3 separate regions of the Gossypium hirsutum genome follow, and all the other regions are linked to region 1. The links are chromatin contacts, called in public Hi-C maps. All regions are on one chromosome and are shown on one strand. The core of a region is the stretch at or near the end of the contact, and the rest is flanking DNA. Distances in the headings are between cores, read along the strand shown.

Region 1 (4,714 bases), core at 1,503-4,002:
AAAATGCAAGTTCCAAATAAATCAAAATGAACTGGTCCCTGTAAGAATATGAAAGGGCCACATAGGCTATTACAATTTTTTTCAGGAGAAAAAGAAAGATGATGATCACTATTTTAATTCAATTTGCACAATTGACCAGATTACCTGGCTGTCAATTGCAAAGTACTCCAAGTTCATCTGCATATGCCAACCAAGAAATGATCAGCACTAAACAACAACTCAACAATCAATGTGACTAGTTTGCACAATGCAGATTGTTTCAGGCAAAGTGGCAATCTAAAGAAAAAAAACCTAACCTCACTCAATGCACCTATGCGAGGCAAGACAGTTGAATCCTTCTTGATGTGAGCAACCAATTCTCTTGAGATAGGCGAACTGAAGTAAACAAACGCCCTTTTCCACATACCAGATAAAAGAATACATATATCAGAAGCTGTCATATGCTTGGAATTCTGAAGATTTAACCCCTCATGTAATGTATTACGTAAAAGATCTTTCACATACTTCCTGTATAAGGGAGTCCTTCCAGCCATGTCTGACAAGAACATAATAACACTGCACAAACACACAAGTGAAACAATAAAGGGTGAGGGGGGAAAAGCCCACCAGAGAAGTAGGATTATGTTGCACTATGACATATATACATCTCACAGAGACATTTCCTTTTATTAATTAGGATAACTAAATCTTGTACAACAGACATGCATGAATGCATGCATCCGTGCTAGGGAAAGCTATACTAGAAAATAGAATAAAATAAGGCTTCAGCAAGGTTAATTTCTGATGACGGAAGTATGATATGAGGTCATCTAAGATATAGGTAGTCAAATCATGAATGTAGACCTAAAATGGGAAAATGTTCAGTATGGAGTCTGCAACTGTTTGAAACTGGATTATTTTCTTTTCCCTGTAAATATAAAATTATATGGTCAACAAAAGGGGGAATGGACTAAAATGTGATACACACATAAAACTCGGTCCCAAAAGGAAAATACCTACCCAGCTAAAGACTTGATAATTGAAAACTCAGTAAAGGGAAGATAAATTACTTCTCTTTGGTTGGTTGAATGAAGTATATAGCATCCATTGATGGCAATGGCTGCCTGCGTCTGTATATGTCTTCTACCACTGCAAAACAAAACCAGAATCAATAAAATTAGAAGAAAAATTTGATCCTTGAAACTTTAAAATGATGACATAACTTATGTAGCTTATTATTTCATTGTTGCCCTATTAGAGCAGTTGTTATGCAACAGTTAAAATAATACGAAGCTTGGCTTACATGAAACTCCTTCTGCTGTGATGTCACCCATCTTGCAAGAGTAAGACATTACCTTAACCGTGACTTTGTCCATGATTAGCACCTGCTTAGAGGGGATTGAAAATCAAGATAAATAAGAACATTTCTAGCAACCAGTAACAATGATAACAGCACAAAGCCAGCCAATGAATAACCAAAACAAAAATAACAACAAGACCAGCATACCTTCCACGTAGATTTAGAGTCCTTCACTTTTGCAGAACGAAGCATTTCGTGTAATAACCCTTTACATACATCAAGTACATATAGAGATTTAAATCAGATCAGCCACCCAAAATTAGTGAACAAGATCATGCCTAAAGAATAAATGAAAAAAGGTAATAAAACACACACACACACACACACAATCCAAATGCATTATAACCTTGGTTTTTTGCTTAATGGATAGAAAGGTACAAGACAACTAGATGAAGCCTGGGCAGAAAACTTGTGTGCATCATTAAAAGCACCTTGCCTAGGGGTAGGGACCTGCTCTCACTGTCCGGCCCCATGCTTTTAAGCCATAACATGCATGTGCAGCCCTGATTATAATAGTTGAAACATCCCTACACTTCTACAAACTGCGCAGATCGTGATTGTTTTTAGCTCCTCTTTTTTACATATTTCCTTATTCCTATTATGAGTAATTTCACAGCGGGGAGTTAAGGATAAACTCGATGCATTAAAAATCAACTATAGCTCATGAAAAAAGTCCCGTTTTCATGAGCAGTATCAGTCTATATTATAGTTCTCAGCAAAATGCAAATAATGCAGCATATAGCACAGTCATAGCACTGATTTTATGTTTTTGAATTGGTATTGTTGAACAAAAAGACCACTTACATTCTTTGTTCAAATTTCATACATCGAAACCAATAAATTAAAATATATATAGTTAAGCTGATAAGTTATGAAATAATATCTTTTCTTCGTGGCTTTTCCTTAAGACTGCGTAAAAACACAAATTTATTGTATATTCAACTTAACTGACAAATTCATTACTAACGATTAAAATTCAGTAGAAATTACATGATCAGGTTCGAACTACTACTAACGATTGTGAAACCAGATAGATCATAATTAAGCAGAATGATTAGAGAATCTTAAAATTAAGTTTAACAAAGATTGAATAAATAGAGAATATAAGACTTCACTTTCACGGCTGATTTGCTTGAAATTCTTGTAGTGGTGGTCGCCAGCGCCGGAAGAAGAGTCGGAATCCGAATACGACATCGTTTAGAGAACCCTCTGATCAACCGATCCAGTGAAAAACAGGACCGAATAGATGGAGATCCTGGAGTAATCAAAACACAAGAGAAAAGGGAAAATGGAAGGAGAAGGAAGCGTAGATTGTAATTTTTTTTTTTTTGAAATTAGAAAATTATTATTTACACAACTATAATTTATGAGAAAAGGAAAAACTAGAAGGGACGGGTGAAAGAGAAATTATTTTTATTGAATTTTCTTCATTTTACTTTAATTTTTTATTTTTTTCAATGACGTGTTGACGGCTGACAAATGTCGAAAGTATATAATTTCACATTTCCATCTGAAAGTCGACGTGCATGGAATTATATTTAGAATAAAGCAACATTCGGTTATTGAATTTAGTAATTTTTTTTTTAATTTTGGATTCTAAATTTTGATTTGAAATATTATGATGTGGTTATTTAAAATTGCATAACGTTATCGCTTAAATTTTTTATATTAAATTTATTAAAAAATAAAATATTTAAAAACTATCAAGAAATTTTAGAAGAGAATTTCAAACTAGCGCAATTTCATGATCTAAAGTCGTTATACTTTAAAGAATTCAAGTTGAGATAGATAAAAAAATTCAGAGACTAAAATGAAAAAATTAACAAATTAAGGGAGCATATTAGTTTATCTCTAATATTTATGACCTTGCTCTCTTGTCTTCTTCATTCATGAAAATGCATCCGGAAATTTCTTCATTCCTTGCGTGTTTGAATATTTTCCCGTTCAGGGGCGAATGTTGGGGGAAGGGCTGTCCCTCATTTTTTTTCTTTTTCATTTTAGCTTTCTAAAATTTTAAATTAATAAAAATAAAATTATATTTTAATTCTTTAAAAATAATAAAATATTAATTTAATTCTTTAAAATTTACATTTTATTATTATAAAAATTATAATTTAATTTCGACCCCTCTAAAAATTTTATGACTTCTCTTCTGCTCCTCTTTAAAAAAATAGGTTATTTAAATTTCATATTAAATATTACCTATTAGATTTTTTAATTTAGTTTTCAAAATAAATTATTTTAAATTGTATATTAATAATATTTTTTTATTATTTAATAAAATAATAACGTCACATTTGGTACCTATAATTTTTAAAAAAATGTTCATGTAATATTTACACTTTGAAAATGTTCAATGTGGTATATGAACTACCAATATGTGTTTTGTTATTATACCGATATTTACACTATTAATCAGTTACTAAACCAACAAATGAAAATTCGACATGTAAATTTTTTTTCCAAATCATCAAAGTTCCCATGGATAATATAACATAAACAAAAATTTAAACGCTAAACTTATATAAACAAAAATGTCATCTTCTCTGTTTAAGTAATGTCATCTTCTCTAAAGAGCTTTTCATTTGAAATGATATTTTTAATTAATTTTTAAATAATATTTTTTATTATCCATGAAAATACTTAATAATCACTTCTTTTTTATTAGCCAAATGTTAAGTTATTAATTATTTAATAAGTTTAATTTATTTTTTTGTTTAATTTAATTTTTCTTATAATGATAAATTATTCGTGTGACCTGATGATTTGGAAAAAAATTTATGTGACAAATTTTCATTGGTTGATTTAGCAATTTACTAATGGTGTTAACATCATGTACCATGATAAAACACATTAATAGTTCAAATACCACATTGAACGTTTTCAAAGTATAAGTACTACATTAGATTTTTGATGGAAGTACATATACCAAATGTAACATTATCTCTTTTATAAATATAATAATTTAATTCAAAATTTTATATTGTTTTATCTAGTAACTTAGTATCACTTAATTCAATAAAATTAGAAAATAAAAAAAAAATAGATTCAACTAATCATTTTATTTTATTTTTTAAGAGATAATATATTATTTGGTACTTAAGTTTGGTTTTAGTGTTTAATTAGGTACTTAAGTTTAGCTTCAAGGTTCACTTTAATACCTAATTTTTTTTTTAAATTTGATACTTCAGTTTTTTTATCCCATTTAAGTACCCGAGTTTAGCTTCAATATTCGATTTAGTATCCAAACTTTATTTTTTTTCCAATTAAGCACTTGTGTTGTTTTTTATCAGAGCATACATGTCAAACATTCATTAAATTATTTGATATGTGTATTAAATTGAATATTAAAATTAAATACACATACAAAATATA
Region 2 (4,714 bases), core at 1,363-3,862, 180 kb after region 1:
TAGCCACAATTTCATTCATTTTCCTGTCACAAAACTGGCTGAACTCCTCACTGAAATGCCTTGTTCCCTTATTCAGAACTTCCTCCCATGCTAGACCTTGTAATTCATTGAATGACTTGTAATTAGCTTCACAACGATCAATGGGGTTTCAATATTTGGTTCACCGCGTTCTTTTGAAACTGGTTGATTCAAAATCTTCAAAGAAGGCTTTGTTCAAAGCTTCGAGGTAAAGGAGAAGGCTTCTGGGGTTTTTCGAGTGAGAAATCTTCATATCATAAGGCTATAAAAGCACAGATATTCTCTCATAAACTTTGCTACCCATGTGCCTTAATTGCATGGTGAGTGATCTACTTAAAAGCCTGGTTGAAGACCTGGATTCAGATACAGAAGCCAAGAACTGTTGAATCACTTTCTCATAAGCTCCAATAACTCCATCTTGTTTCTTCACTTGATGAATATTTATGTGTTTGACCCATTCTATAAGGAGAGTTTCTGTTACATTCATCTAGACCAGACTTTAAATTGTGACAATATACATCAAGCTTGTTAAGCTTCTTCTCAAGTTCAGCCATGGAATATTTTAACTTCGAAGCTTCCATTAATGCTTCATCTCTCTTCCTTGTAGCTTGAATAAGGATTTGAGACAACATAACCATTCCAAAGGCCAAGTAAATAATACAGCCAAAACAAACAAATTAAGACATCATACATCTTCAAGCTCTTCCAACCAAAACTGGCAGGCAAAACCAGGGGAATTCGATAGACAAATATCATTTAAAAGCACATTGCAGCGGTTGCAATTTTATTGAAATAACTGTATGGTTAAGAAAACAAAATGAACCAGCAATCAGAACATCTTTTCGATCCATCAGTCATGAACTGTACAATGCTTAAAACTGCTAAAAGAAGCTTCCAAGAGAAAAGGAAGCAACATGTGGAATAAAAACTAAAATGCTGCTAGCTTCCCATCACTACGAGTTGGGAAGAGATGCCCACCCTACAGGCAAAGCAGAACAGTACCCCTCTTGCATGATTATATCAAGCATACAATGAAGTAAATGCTCAATAAACCACAAAATGAACACAATAGAGAAGTAATCAATATGAACTAAAATGAGAGAAATAATAAATATAAAAAAAAAAGATCGAGAAAGTTTCACCAAGAACTCTTCTTCTTTGACCCCGAATAAAAACTGAGGTACCATCTCACAAACTTCTTCAACCCTGCCTCCAAATCAGTCGTTGGCTTGTAACCGAGCTCCGTCATTGCTAAGGTAATATTGGCGTGTGTGAACTCCACATCCCCATTTCTTGGCAGTGGCACTACTTTCTTCTTAGCCTTCACCTTTAAAATCTTCTCCAATATACTAACCAGCCTACTCACAGGTACAGGCGAAGTATTCCCCAAATTAAAAATCCTCAATTGTGCAGGCCCTCTCTTCTTTCCCCCACTCCCTGTACTCTTCTTTGCCGTATCCAATGCTCCCAAACACCCTTTCACTATATCATCAATATAGGTAAAATCCCTAGCCACACTACCCTTATCTGGTGATTCGTATACAGTGATCGTTTTACCTTTCATTATATCTTTAGTGAAAAAGAAATATGCCATATCGGGCCGACCCCAAGGACCATAAACCGTGAAAAATCGCAATCCAGTTATTGAAAGTCCATAAATATGATTATATGTATGCGCAATTTCCTCACCGGCTTTCTTTGTAGCAGCATATAAACTAGCAGGTTGATCAGTTCTATCTTTCTCTGAAAATGGCACTCTAGAATTCAAGCCGTAGACCGAACTTGAAGATGCCCAGATAATCGCCGGTTGAGGGTTGGCCGATTTCGACACTTCCAGTAAGTTCACAAATCCAGCAATGTTACTATGAACATAAGATCCTGGGTTTTGCATAGCGTAACGAACACCGGCCTGGGCTGCTAAATGCATTACGTGAGTAAACAAAACGGCATCGAACAGTTGTTGGAGAAGACCCTTGTCGTTGATGTCGCCTTCGACTATAAAAACCCCAGCTTTTTCGAGGATCTTCTGGCGAGCCCTTTTCAGGGTTGGATCATAGTAATGGTTAAAGTTGTCAAGGCCAAGAACACCGTCTCCACGGCGTTGAAGAGAGAGGGAGACATGGGTTCCGACAAAACCGGCGGCGCCGGTCACAAGGACGGTGTGACCGGTAGTAGAGCGAGGACGGGCCGATTTGCGGATTAGTTTGTGGGAAAGAGAGAGCGGGGTGTGGTGGGACCCAGTAGAGAGGTGGCGGCGCGGCGATGGTGGGGAAGAAGGGGAGGAAAGTAGGAGGAGGAAGATAAGGAGGATGGAAAGGAAAAGGGTGGAATAAAGGGTTAGTTTGGAAAGAGAGGAAGATGCGGCGGAGGAGTGGAAACGGAAAGCTTTGTCGGGTTTGTGTTTGCCAGGAGTGGATGGAATGTTGTCAAGGTGTGACATTTGGAACAATACAAGATAGGATTTTAGGATTAGGGTTCAGATTTGTGGTGGCGGCGGCGGCAGTGGAGGAAGAGGAGGAGGAGAAAGAAAGGAAAGGCTCCGTATAAAGGTAGAAGACTGGTTGTCATTTTCAAGAATGGGGAATTTGTGGGGTTTATAAGGGTTTGGTTGAACTATTGGAGGGGTATAATCATCATTATCATTTGGAGAGGGAAATTATAAAATTACTACTACTATTTACCATGCCAAGTTACGATTGCAATGCGTTTTAGTGCGTTGAATTGTTTTTTTTTTTAATTTAAATTCAAATTCAAACTTAATCAGTTTTAACTGAAATTAAAATTGAAAATATTTTAGATTAGGATTTTTAAATTTATATATTTGAAATTTTATTTATGATAAATAATTGAAATTTTAATTTTTTTTGGTAAAAAGAAATTGAAAGTAGATATTGGTGTTCATAAAAAAAATTATTTATGTTATTCACTTATAGCAATGGTTGTAAGAGGTAAGTATTTGAATAGTTACATTCAATTATCGTCATGTGTAATTATTTGAGTTTCGAAGTTTATTTTGTGTGAGTTTTAGTTCGATAGATTGGTTTTGGTATAAATTATTTCGATTTTTAGTTTATTTGTGCTTTATATTAATTTAGTTCTACTTTGTAGTTGATTGGACATATATTTGTAATTGTATTGTATTTATACTATAAATGTAACACCCCTAATCTGTATTCATCGCCGAATAGAGTTACGGAGCATTACTAGAGTTTACAGTTCAAACAGTAGAAATTTCAGACATTTCATATCATATAATATTCATGTCAGAAATCAATCAAAATCATACATAATAAGGCCATTTATATATGTATATAGCAAAATATACCAGAACACAAGCCAAAGCATATGGCCACAACCACAATATCACACATAGGCCAACATTAGCTAAAATAACCTATACATTTTATTATAACCGAAATTAAACAACTGAAAGTACCAAAAGAGCCGATGGATAGTGTGGTATAACTCTGACAAGCTTCCAACCCGAATGAGCTTCCGAATCACTATAAAACACAGAAAATAACATAGAGTAAGCATTTAAGCTTAGTAAGTTCGTATAACTTAGAATTTAAATTTAGATAAGTAAACATAGCATATCCCAACTTAATTTGGCCAAAAGCCTAAACACATATTCACCAACATGTTAGCCATGTAAAGCACATATAATATCCAATACACATAGATGAACTCAACCCTTATTCAAATTTCATATACATGTATCATACATTTCATATATCAATATATCATGTAACATCATTTCCATGTACTTCATGTAAATACCTGTAGTAGTTCATATCGAACTCATATATTCGCATAATAGAACTGTGCCCGTTGAACAATTTAGAATATCGTTGGATACTTTGGTAGCACACACAAAGTGTACTGAACTGTAATCCGTCAATTCCTATACATATATGCTCATATAAGCTATGAATCGGTATGCTCTTATGAGCTGTAAATGGTAAGCTCTTCCAAGCTGAATAACGGTAAGCTCATGTGAGCTGAATATCAGTAAGCTCTCTCAAGCTGAGAATCAGTAACCCTAATGACATGTTATTTGTATCCTACAAATTCTTAAGGTTCTAACGGGACTCGGTAATTGTCGTACGTCGTCGGATATGCGATCTGTATTCATCCATGGCAATTACACAATTCAAAAACATATAATTCAATTTAAAACATATAAATGTACAATTTAATTACACGAACTTACCTCGATGAGGGTACGTAGATACGGAGGCAACTAATTTGAGATTTTTTCTTTGCCTCGATCTAACTCTGCACGAGGTCTAACAGGATCTATATGGATAAATTTAACCCAATTTAATAAATTTCACATTCAATTTAGTCCAACATGTAATTTTGACAAAATTACCATTTTGCTCCTGTACTTTTAATTCTTCGCAATTTAGTCTTTAGGCTCATAAAATGAAATTAATTCAATTTTACCCCTACCCAAGCCTAGGCTAACTAAATACATGTTTATAGAAGCCCACATATTTCACAAATTTATAAATTTAACCATGAATTTATCACATTTTTCAATTTAATCCCTATTTGAAAATTTCACTAAAAATTCCTTAACAACAATTGTTTATCCAACAAAAGCCATTCATTTTCTATCATAAAACATCAAAATTCAACCATGCTTATCAATGGAAAAACCCTAATACTTTAACAGTTTTGCAAATTAGTC
Region 3 (4,714 bases), core at 1,142-3,641, 130 kb after region 1:
AAACTTGATGCAGTTTTACACATCTCTTGCGGCAATACTCGTCTGTTTAGCCTTATTGCGGGTGTTTATGGAAATTTTTAATGATGATGAGGTAGATTTAACACCAGGAAAACTTGCAGCTACTTTCATCGCATTTGGTAAGTTTCCAAGGGTTTGAAGTTTCTTCCATCTCATCGCTTGTCATTATTTTAGATAATTCTCACCCAAGTTTTTCAGTCTTAAATTTGGCATTTGCAGTAAGTGTGCTGGGCTTTCTGATTATGCACATAACATTGGTCGGAGCTAACCGGACCACTATTGAGGTAACCATCTTCGCATAATCATGTTTCCTCTTGTTGCCTACATAACTAGTTAAGGTCACAGTTTTTGGTTTGATCAATTTTAGTTTCAAGCAAAAGATAAGAAAACCGGTCTTACATGGCGCTATGACCTTGGTTGGAAGAAAAATTATGAACAGGTACCTCTTCTTTCTTTGTTCCCAAACTCCTCGCTTACGGCTTTGATACTTTTCCAGCGTGTACATGTTTCATCAATGTCTTTGTGTCATGTTCAGCTCATGCCTATTTTAAATTCAGGTGTTTGGTACAGAGAAGAAGCTGTGGTTAATTCCAGTGTATTCAAAGGACGATATAAGGAGGATGCCAGCCCTACAGGGTTTCGAATATCCAACAAGACCCAACTGGGATCCTCAGCATTAACTTAAAAGAGTTTTACAAAACAAGCTTTCAAGTATGCCGTAAATTATGTTCATCATTGAACCAAAATTGATTATTTGTCCTGAAGTTTTCATTTGTATTTTTTTATTTTTTATTTTACTGAATTTTGGTGGTAATATGAGTAAAGTTAACACCAAGAGGTATCGCATATGTATAAATTCATTTCATTGTATAAATGTAAATGTATAAAATCATAGAAAAACATTTTGATTATTTAATTTATTAGGCGTTAGATATCCCGAACTACTCTTTGTACTGCTTTTGTTATATGATTTATATGGTGTAAAATAGGCCTGTATAAAGAGTCAGATTGTATTTTACCCTTTTTATTTATAAAATGAGTAAACTGGTCTTCATACATTAGATGGAAAAGTAAATTGATCCTTTTTTGTTAAAAATTTCGTCCATTTCAACAGTTAAAAAATCGATATTTGTACATCAGTGTATACTTGAGGTATACATAGCATGTCATGTGGAATTGTCTAGTTAATTCGTCAATTACGCCAGTTTTTAACAATAGGAATGGATAAAGATTTTAATAGAAAATATCAATTTTTTCTTGGATATAATATATAAGGATTAACTTGTCATTTTTTGAGTAAATGAGGTAAAATGCAATTTGACTTCTTGTATAGAGATTCTCATAGTATTTTTACCCTCCTTGAAACATTTAGTAGTTGATTGAATTAGGTAAATGTAAATGTTGTTGTAAATAATTGAGGTTTAAAATTTATGTACAAGGTTGAAATGAGATTAACATAGAAATACATAATCTCCGTTTGTGGAGAAGAATCTTAATTCTACCTTCGTATGACATGTTCTTCCCCAGACTGTGGATCAACATGTTTGATCCATCGCCTTTCAGCTTCACCTGAATTCCCTCCACTGCTTGCCACATGCGCAATATCCAACCCTTTCCCTACCGGAAGGAACACACAACGAACTACCCTGTACGATCTCTCATCAACAACACTTTTCCATCTGAAAGTTGAAGCAGTTTTGGGATGAGCATTCTTGCATGCCAGAACAGCCCCTCTGTCACTCAGTTTTGCCAGCTTTAATATCTTTGAAAAGTCATTTCGTTGGCTATCCACCACCATGAAATCTATGCCATTTAGCCCTTTCATTACCTCTTCAGGTTCTCCAACAATGGCTTCTGCAGACATACCAACCTCTTCCAGGGCCTCAGCGTATTCTAATCTCGATCTTTCATCAGGGACTATACATATATGTCTTCCATTTGTATGACTGCTAGCAACTGCCAACCCGATGCTTGTTGCCATAGCCTCGCCTTTTGACCATGTTTCCACAATGAATCTGGCGTTCCAACCGGCAGCCATAGCTGAAACAAGCTCTGCTACACCAGATTCATTATAAAGTTCACACTGCAGTGCAAACAAAACAAGAAAAAAAAAACAGATCAAAAAACACCAAAAATGAAAACAATAAACCATGCAGCATAATTCATAAGGTTTGTTTCCCCTCTATGCTTACGAATTTAACGGTATCAATATAAGCCTTGGAGGCTGTCCCCGGAGACCAAACCTGCTTCATTTCTTCCTTCAATCACCCAATGCCAAATGACAAATCGAAACGAGCAGTTGTGTTTAATTTATATGCGAGACAAAGATATGGTGGAAAGTGGAAACTGATTTGTGTTGGACCGTTGACAATGTATCCACACCAATCCGACGTGTGTCGGATTAGGATTACCTTCAATTTGGTGGGTAATCTATAAAAATAGTCACTTTTGTTTGTCCCAGATTACATTTTAGTCACTTATGTTTGACATGTTACGTTTTAGTCACTTATGTTATTATTTTGTTACGAAGTGATCACTCTACCGTCAAGTTTCGTTTTCTCTCTAACGGTAATCCTACGTGGCAGTCCAACTAGATTTTAGGTGCCAACTTGGATTTCTAGATGAAAATAGATTTTTAATTAAAAATTTTAATTAATTAAAATTTTTAAACCTAAACCTTAACTAAAAAAGCTGTTCATCTCATCTTTTTTTATTTTTCTTTCGTCTCTTCTTTTTTCAATGATTTTTTTTATTTGACTGGAAAATTTATTATTAAGTTCAAAAAGTTAAAATCAAATTGACTACTTCATAAAAATGGATTCAACGGAAGGTTCAGGCATATCTTCTTTGCATTCCTCTATCTCTTTTATTCAATACTGAAAAACAAAAGAATAGATTTTTTATTGTTTAATAAAAATCCTAAATTAAAATTTTTGAAGGCATTCAAGTGGATTACCAAAAAATCTAAGAAACTATTTTTTAATTTCAAGAATTTTAATTTAGGGATTTCATTAAACAATAAAAAAATTAATCTTTTATTTTTCAGTATTGAATAAAAGAGATAGAGGAATGCAAAGAAGACATACCTGAAACCTCCATTGAATCTATTTTTATGAAGAGGTCAATTTAATTTCAACTATTTTGATCTTAATAATAGTTTTTCCAATCAAATAAAAAAAACTATTAAAAGAAAGAAGAGACGGAAGAAAAATAAAAAATAGGAGATAAACAGTTTTTTCAGTTAAGGTTTAGGTTTAAAAATTTTAATTAATTAATTTTTTTAATTAAAAATCTATTTTCATCCCATTTAGAAATCCAAGTTGGCACCTAAGATCTAGTTGGACTGCCACATAGGATTACCGTTAGAGAGATAACGGAACTTAATGGTAGAGTGATCACTTCGTAACAAAATAATAACATAAGTGACTAAAATGTAACATTTCAAACATAAGTGACTAAAATGTAATCTGGGGCAAACAAAAATGACTACTTTTGTAGATTACCTCAATTTGGTATTAAACTAGTAATCTGATATTTCCAGGACAAGTTGGGGCTGTTTCAGAAGGTTAAAATGTGCTTATAGTCCTTGTACTTCTTCAAAATTAAAATTTAATTTTTTTACTTTTGAGATTTCAAAATTTAGGTTTATCTGTTAATACTATATTCTTTTTAAAAATTTTGTTATTGTGATGTTTTGAAATTAAAAAAAGAAAAAAAGGCTACTCACTTAGTACTCATATAATTAACCTGAATTTAACAAAAAAATAACAAAATTAATAGTTAAACCTGAATTTTAAAATCTAAAAAATAGAGAGACTAAATTTTTAAAAATACAAGTATGAAGACTAAATTCCTAATTTTAAAAAATTACAGTTTCAGAATCATTAAAATGTCAGTTTAAATAGAAACTCTTTGCAAATTCCTAGGTGCTCCACCGTAATTTAGAATGGATAAGAGGGGTCAGAGTACACGATTTTTTTGCCATTTTGGTAACTTGATAATGGTTAAGAATTAAGATAATTACCAAATGAAATTAAAATTCCATAAACAAAATACCTTGCTTGTTTTAGAAGCAATATGAAGCAGAATATAGATGCGATGTATCTAACACAAAGTTTATAATTATAAATACGAGATATTTAAATATATTTATTATTTGGTACACATTGTTTTTGTGTGTGTTATTTATATTTATACAATTGGCATAGAAAAAAATGTGTATTATCAAAGCATGAGGCTGATTATTCACTTATTTTACATATAAATTAATACTGCAATTTATCTATGTTTAGTTATTGTTGAAAGTGAGAAGGATTGATGGGTAGAAATAAAATTATTAAAAGAACTTGAATAATAATGGTTCAATCGACTAACTTTTTACCTCATATAAACCAATAATATCATAATAGTAAAAGTGGAAATTTTGATTTAAAGAGTATATATAATCTTTATTGGGAGATAATAATGAAAAAGATAAAAACTTGTAGAAAAGTTTGGATAGTTCAATGATCATAGACTCTTTTATCAAAGGAAGATGAATATGGGTAGCCATTATATATGTATAGACTATTTTTATATTTACTTTTTACCTTTAATTGGTTGGGTGGCATGAAGTGGATGAGAGAGCTGCCATTTCAATGCCACTACCTTATTCATGTGATTAATATAGGGGTTTTGCTTTTATTCTCGGTCAACC

The links. Hi-C and Micro-C count contacts between places; a contact is called where the count stands out from the background.
Region 2: a Hi-C map of leaf shows a contact between it and region 1, with 2.9 times the contacts expected there. The contact joins the promoter of LOC107895119 here to the promoter of LOC107927002 in region 1. A contact is called at or near these places in 4 of 34 Hi-C or Micro-C datasets (callus, leaf and petal).
Region 3: a contact with region 1 is called in a Hi-C map of leaf, with 2.8 times the contacts expected there. The contact joins the promoter of LOC107895124 here to the promoter of LOC107927002 in region 1. A contact is called at or near these places in 18 of 34 Hi-C or Micro-C datasets (anther, callus, fibers and 4 more).

Annotation. Positions count from the first base shown.
Region 1 is chrA08:116,527,663-116,532,376 of Gossypium_hirsutum_v2.1, reverse strand. It overlaps LOC107927002 (SNARE-interacting protein KEULE), which reads right to left and starts at 2,752. Exons shown (of 21, transcript XM_016857959.2): 1 at 2,455-2,752; 2 at 1,487-1,545; 3 at 1,283-1,364; 4 at 1,050-1,128; 5 at 505-555; 6 at 297-393; 7 at 145-177. The coding sequence starts at 2,533.
Region 2 is chrA08:116,344,012-116,348,725 of Gossypium_hirsutum_v2.1, reverse strand. It overlaps LOC107895119 (UDP-glucuronate 4-epimerase 5), which reads right to left and starts at 2,612. Exons shown (of 2, transcript XM_016820351.2): 1 at 1,161-2,612; 2 at 771-814. The coding sequence starts at 2,458. The coding sequence ends at 775. It also overlaps the pseudogene LOC107895120.
Region 3 is chrA08:116,395,063-116,399,776 of Gossypium_hirsutum_v2.1, reverse strand. It overlaps LOC107895124, which reads right to left and starts at 2,391. Exons shown (of 2, transcript XM_041074871.1): 1 at 2,211-2,391; 2 at 1,420-2,101. The coding sequence starts at 2,270. The coding sequence ends at 1,517. LOC107895122 (probable protein S-acyltransferase 14) reads left to right here. Exons shown (of 7, transcript XM_041074870.1): 4 at 14-137; 5 at 238-302; 6 at 386-457; 7 at 589-1,214. The coding sequence ends at 606.